Regions from separate parts of the Bombyx mori genome. Here region 2 is linked to region 1. The links are chromatin contacts, called in public Hi-C maps. All regions are on one chromosome and are shown on one strand. The core of a region is the stretch at or near the end of the contact, and the rest is flanking DNA. Distances in the headings are between cores, read along the strand shown.

The links. A called contact is a pair of places that touch in the nucleus more often than the background predicts.
Region 2: a Hi-C map of whole pupa shows a contact between it and region 1, with 2.9 times the contacts expected there. The contact joins the enhancer-like site here to the promoter of LOC101737740 in region 1. A contact is called at or near these places in 3 of 7 Hi-C or Micro-C datasets (midgut and whole pupa).

Annotation. Positions count from the first base shown.
Region 1 is chr4:16,059,036-16,062,379 of ASM3026992v2, reverse strand. LOC101737740 (patronin) reads right to left here and starts at 1,594. Exons shown (of 26, transcript XM_062668373.1): 1 at 1,189-1,594. The coding sequence starts at 1,251.
Region 2 is chr4:16,096,515-16,099,899 of ASM3026992v2, reverse strand. It overlaps LOC101737740 (patronin), which reads right to left. Exons shown (of 26, transcript XM_062668373.1): 3 at 1,571-1,786. Among protein-coding and RNA genes, the nearest start is that of LOC101737740, 37 kb to the right of the region's middle. Within about 2 kb of position 1,694, at least 2 of the 8 cell types and tissues checked have open chromatin away from gene starts, as enhancers often do.

The DNA.
Region 1 (3,344 bases), core at 345-2,844:
TAAAGATTACAAGTTTTTAATAAGATCTTTCTGGGCTTTATCAATGGTAACCTCTCATAATCAGTTGTACCACGTGCTTGTAAACGCAGCAAAAACCCTTACCTTTGTAAGATGAAGTGTATTGTAAATGTGAAAATTTTATTTATATTGACAAGATAAATTACTAATGGCATCATTAAAAAACAATGGAAATAATATAACGACCATTAAAAAGTCCTGAGATTAAACTGTAAAAATAGTTTTAATTATTTCTTCAAAGAAGTTCACACCAGAAAAGTGACGAATGCAAAGCTCATACACTCTGTCGAGTTGAAGTCACTCTTAATCTCACAGAAAACAAATGAATTTCTTGTGACTCTATTATCAAACATTTACATAAGAATGTGTGTTATCACTTTGATAGCCAAATTTAGAACAGTTAAGAATGTTTTCAGTATCGTTGTGATTTAATTTTGGTTTTTATTAAACAATTTTCTTAAGTTTATAAGGCATTAAACAAGTAGATAAAACTCTTTTGTTTGCTTTAATCCCGCAGCCAATGCAACTGTGAGCAGACTAAGTTAATAGTTACGTTAATAGTTTCTTTTGAATAAGCAATTTTACTAATTATCCTAGTCCTTTTACTAACATCTTTATACTTTACTTGATTTTCAGATGAATGGTATCAGATATTTCGCCTATTTCATTATGATCTGGTTGGAATCTTTTTGCATACATATTGTGCTTTAATAATGAGTATGATATTATACAGTGTGATTATTGATACAGATATTGTTTGACTGTTTTATAGAAATTAGATTATTTTTTTCAATATTACACAAGTGGATTACATGTGACAATCATTTTAGTGTAGTATTGGACATGACTAATAAAGTTCATGACAGCATTATACCAATAATTTATTCAGTGTGGGTTGAGACTATTTCGCCCACTTCTTACCTTGCATAGCTTTAGTTTTTTTTTTTATATTAAAAGGTGATACTTAAACGCACAACTGTTAGATTTCCTATATTTGTTTTTTTTTTCTTTCAAAATTACAAACTCGAAAACTTTTTGAAATAGTGTAAATGTTGGATTTTGTGAAGGTTTTATACATATTGTGACAAAACTGTCACAACCATCAAGGCAACGTAAACGAGTCGAGGAAGAAATTATTGAAAGACCGGCAGTTGGCCAAACAGTTCTCACCTGTTTTGTGTCTACAAAGTCTGTAGCCTCCATGTTGGCATTCGTTATATCCAGTTTCTCCATAACTTCAGCAACATCAGGATCTCTTAAGCCATATGCTAGGTGTCAAAGAAGCGCACAGGACCAGTATAAACATATCAATCTCGATGGGCTCAAAGATTTTTAACGAAACAATGTCAACGATTGCACCTACAAGCTATTCACTCTTGAGTTCACTATACTTATTTTAAATTTCGGATGGTGTGAGATCACTCTTTAACACATTTTTCACATTTTTTTATAAAATTAAAGCACTACTTTTAATTGCAATAGCCAAAATACAAAATACAGTTGATCACCATCTTATAATTTTCACACATTCCGTCATCGAGGCTGACTGACGGTCGCTACCCCACGCGACGTTCCGATTTTCTTTCGTTTGCAAACGATGACAGTTATAAATCTTAAAAACTCGAACTTGTCTGTCTGTGATGACTGCCGTAAATATTGTAGATTTTCAAATTTTTAAGATAAATTTACGATGTTTGTCGTCATTATCCTTTTCATAATGTGGAAAATAAATGTAACAATATATAGGATGAAGTAATGGGATACACATAGAAGGTATTTTCACTATCTTTATGTTTATAAAAAAAAAGACGACTTACGGCAATGTCTATACTATGAGAAAATTGGACAAAATCCGCTTTTAGAAAAAAAAAAACTAATAGAAATAATTCAAAGTTGGCTATTCCTTTGCCTGTCCAATAGAAAAACATGATTTTTTTTAAAGGATTTTATGACCTGGTGACTAAGACCTAAGTCCTAAGTCATGTCTTATTTTAATTTATATTCTTATTTTTATGAAAAATGATAATAGGGAGTGAAATGAAATGAAATGAAGATAATTAATGAGACATTAATCAACTAGGATGAAATTAAATGAAATGAGATGATATGGGATGAAATATAATCTCAGTAAAATGGTGGTCATTTAACTAGATTTTTTCAGTGGACTTTTTGGAGGATCCCGAGAAGTTACACTCAGCGGCTTTGTTTTATTTTCCCACATTTGTGCACTTTCACAGATATTAAACAGTTAATAAGCCACCGTTATTACACATTTAAACCTGAAGAAAAACCAAATAGACAAAATAAAACAAATCACACAACTTCACTCTTCGCGTTCCCGCCAAAAAGTCCAGAAAAACATGCAATAACTCCATGTTATTGCCTGACAATTCAATTGCATCTAATCTAACAGCCACGAGATTTCTCTGCGGGAGCATGATTGGCAAAGTTCTAAAAAATTCTTTTGTTTTAAAAATTAACTTTTTTTTCGAAATACTACTTGTAAAATTGTCAGTTCATAAAATAGTTGGATCTGTGCTAGCACTTTAGTATCTAAGGATAATGTCCATGTAGCTTCAGTAAATTCCTACAATTTTACTAAAAGTTATTTCGTAATAACTCATTCAACGTCTACGGTGGTTTTAATCCCTCCACATTTCATTTTTAGTTAATTTAACCTATTCAGTCTGGGTGTCGACCTAGAAGAGAACCACCCTACTTCTTCCCATGGATGTGAGAAAAATTGGACTGGGAGAACTGGCAAGTGCATTTTCTGAGTGAAACACCATCCTTCTACGATCGACAATAGGAAGTTTTTTTTGGTATGGTGTGTTTTAATCCCGCACGGGTAGATACATCTTGCATATTTTTGCCATAAACCATTCGTGTCTTCCTGTTTGAAAGAGGGACAGACTACAATTGAGACTTCGACCTCATACCCCAACACGGGTTTATGGATTTTTCAGCATTTATGTTGGGATATATTTAGGCTTCGGTAACCATTGTATATCAAGTCGGCCCTGAGATATTTTACACATGTAAATAATAAAAAATCCATCATTAATTTTATTTCTTCTGTTTTATTTCACTAATTAAACAATAGACATGTCTTATAGTGAAACTTTTTTTCAAAAGATTATATTGTGTGGTTCTTGTTCCGTTTAACCTATTATGATTAAAATGCTGTGTTTATACGAAAATATATCGACGCTTGAAAGGCAAAAGTGACTAAGCGACAATAACTGCTTTGTACATAAATGATAGGCAATAACCATATTCAATGTGCAAAAAAAATATATTTCTAGGTCTATTAAAATCATTTCAAT
Region 2 (3,385 bases), core at 445-2,944, 37 kb before region 1:
AATCCGTATAACAAAGAATGATCTGACGTGTGTATAAATAAACAAAGAGAGCATACATATGTACGTGATACAGTGATGTAATGCCAAATCTAGATAGGCAATTTATCATTGTCGAAAAACGACTCGATATCGACCGAATCAATATATTTAAAACAAAATCCATATTAATATTAGAAATTTGAAGGTGTGTATGTTTGGACGTTTTGTTATTCCATCACGCAAGAATCGCCAAGGGGATTAGGATGAAAATTCCGCTACGGACACTTTATAACCTGGATTAACGCATAGGTTACTTTTAATGGTGAACGACATGACCCAGGTAACACCGAGTATATGAGCTATAAAAAAACCCGACAGTTTATTCGCTGACTGGATTTTATTTACGAATGGACTTATAAATCGATCGATTTGGGCAGAATGTGACGCAATTTGTTAGAAATGGATATCAAAATTAGGTTACGGTAACTGTCTATGCTTTAATGTTTGTCTTTATGTTATTAAATAAATGACTAAATTGTTATCCGCGAACCAATGTTTCTTTTTAACAAACAATTCTTTGTCGTCGTAGAATGCAACGCGTTTTCTTAATTCTAAATTATAAATTTAATGCGAGCGGTTACTCGATGTTCGTCTAGTATATTTATAAAATTAACGTAGGGCCGTCCGAGCATTTTACATGATAAATCTTTACTCAAATATTCTAAGATATGTGAACGATCTTCAGAGCTGTATTGAGCTACTGTCACGAATTCCTCATCGACACTACCATTATCATAGTTAACGACTCCTCCAACTAATACCTATTATGCCTTCAGTTTCCAAGAAACCCGGGCGACCGGAGAAATATCACACACTCCACTTCATTGAGATCAAGGCAAGAAAGTAGAACGCACTTTTATATCACGTGACAAAACTTTATACATATATCGTGACGACTTAATTCATTAAACATTATTACTTACATATTTCTACAATTTTTTTATACAATAGTTTTTGTGGTTGCCAAGATACAGGCACCACCTTAATCTAGTTAGTTTTCCGTATAGTTTTGCCACTACTAAATAAATTTATCACTATTTGTACCAGACCTTTTTCTTTTATAACTTCTAAATATATTAATACGTGAAGCAAAAACTTTGTACAGCTTTTTACGAAAATTGCGCGGACGGAGGATAAAATTTCGCACCCTTATAGAGAATATAGAGAAGGAGTGCAGAATGTTAATATTTTTTTTATATTATGCATAAAAAATGCATAAAATCAATAAAAAAACATTAGCAAACTACCATGTATTTGACACACACACGCATGCATACTACTTGGTTACTGTCAAACTTTTCTTATTGCTTATAATCTGTAGTCAAATTGAGAATAGAATAATATTGTTTGTCTTTATTAATATTTGTCTAAAGTGTAGTCTTGGCGAAATCAGTGATTATAGAAGTATAATAGTCTTTGACAATAGAATCATAATAGTGTACAAACTTATAATTTCAATTAATTATAGACGAATTTCGACTACCAGGGGACAACTAGTTAGTTATAAATAAATCTGAATTTCAATTCTCACCATTTTTAGCGGATTCGTTTGAATTAAAACTGTTTCGGTGAGCGCGCAGTCGGGTGGGTCGGGAACGTCGATTCCCTTCCTGACTAGGGTCTGCAGGATGTTCCAATGGTTGAGGCTATGGTAGTTCGGATCCGAGTACATGTTGGCCAGCGCCAGGCAGTACAGCTCCGCGTTGGCCAAACCGCCGCATATAGGTGGCTTCAAGTGTTCCAAGTCCTGAAACATCAAATCAAAAAACATTAACGCAAATTTTATTTTATTATTCGCATAGATCAGCCTTTCCCAAAGTGGGCGATAACGCCCAATTATGGGCGCTGCAAGCCTAAAGGGGGACAGTAAGAGACCCAGAAAAAAAATGGGGGTGGTGTGTAGAGGCTTGAGAGGCGATTTGTAATTTTATCTAGCATTCTTAGACACCGACTAGGCTCTGGCTATAGTGATTTTTAAGTACCTGAAAAAATAGGGGCGCTAAGAAATAATTTATTCTCAAAGTGGGCAGCAGACAAAATAAGTTTGGGAACCCCTGGTATAGATGGATGAACTTCGCACGCGGATCGCCCCGTTTTAAATGGTTACCAGAGCCAATAGACATAACAAAGTGAATATGTACGTCATCCACCGTGAAACATGAGATTGAAGTCTCAGTTGTATTGTTTAGCGGTTGTCCTTCCTTCAAACAGTGTTCCCTGTGACTGCTCTGTAAGAGGAATAGACAGGATAGTGGTACCACCAGTAAAACTACATCTGTGTCTAACTATAATAGTATAAAGGGTAAGTACGCACTAAATAATCATGTGATAAAATTGCAATTAAACGTTATTATATTTCGTAATTTCTCCACAGTATCATTGTTCTATCAGGTAAAAACAAAATTTCCGATTTCTCTTCAGCATGACAAACCTAAATATGCGAATAATAAACGAACGAAATCTTTATGCGGACCTTTGTGGATCAATGTCAGGTCGCGTCCTATATCCGTAGATACCTAACTCTTCAAGACACTTCTTGATCCAGTTTTTATTGGGATTTACAATACTGAGACAATTCCTTGTGTTGTATTATTGTAAATTGTGTCGTCAAGCGAACACTTACGGTCCATTTAAGTTTAAAATTGTGTTAGGTTATTACATTTTTGTCGGTTGCAATTTAATTATTTGAACCTCCTACAAGCCATCGGTCAACTTTTGTAGAAAAGCAAAGGACAGCGGACATGGGCACCTGGAGCATGATTGGATAAGGCTGAAGAGATCGTTAGTTGATTTTAAGGCTTGTAAAGTAGTGATTCAATTTGTTGGATGTCAGAATGGCGTGGCGTAGGTATTATAGGTGCCACCCTTAAAGCTATTGATCTAAACCTCAAAAACATAAAATCCAAACTGAAGCAAATCATTTATGCGTTCGGCTTTGAAGGGCGTGTCAACCGTTAATAAAAACGATTTGAGACTTCAGCCGCGATCGGTGACAGAATCGGTAATAGATCATACAGAACCGTAAAAAATAAGGATTCGACAACGCTTTTTTTTTTAAATACAAACAAAAACGTTATTATTCGACACACATTACTTGTATAAAACGTAACTCTGCATCAAAAGCGACCGAAGTTGAATCGAATTCCGATATTTTTAAACGACCGTTGCATTAACTACACTTACACAATCACATGCCTATATTTATAAATTGTCAGAGCTGTATTAATTAAGCAACAGAATGAAATTCGCTGTTAAACTTTAAATGCACGCCCATAACGCGTGGAATAATATTAGTACCATGTAATATTTCGATTACGTCAAACATCGACTTCACGAGATCGCCTAC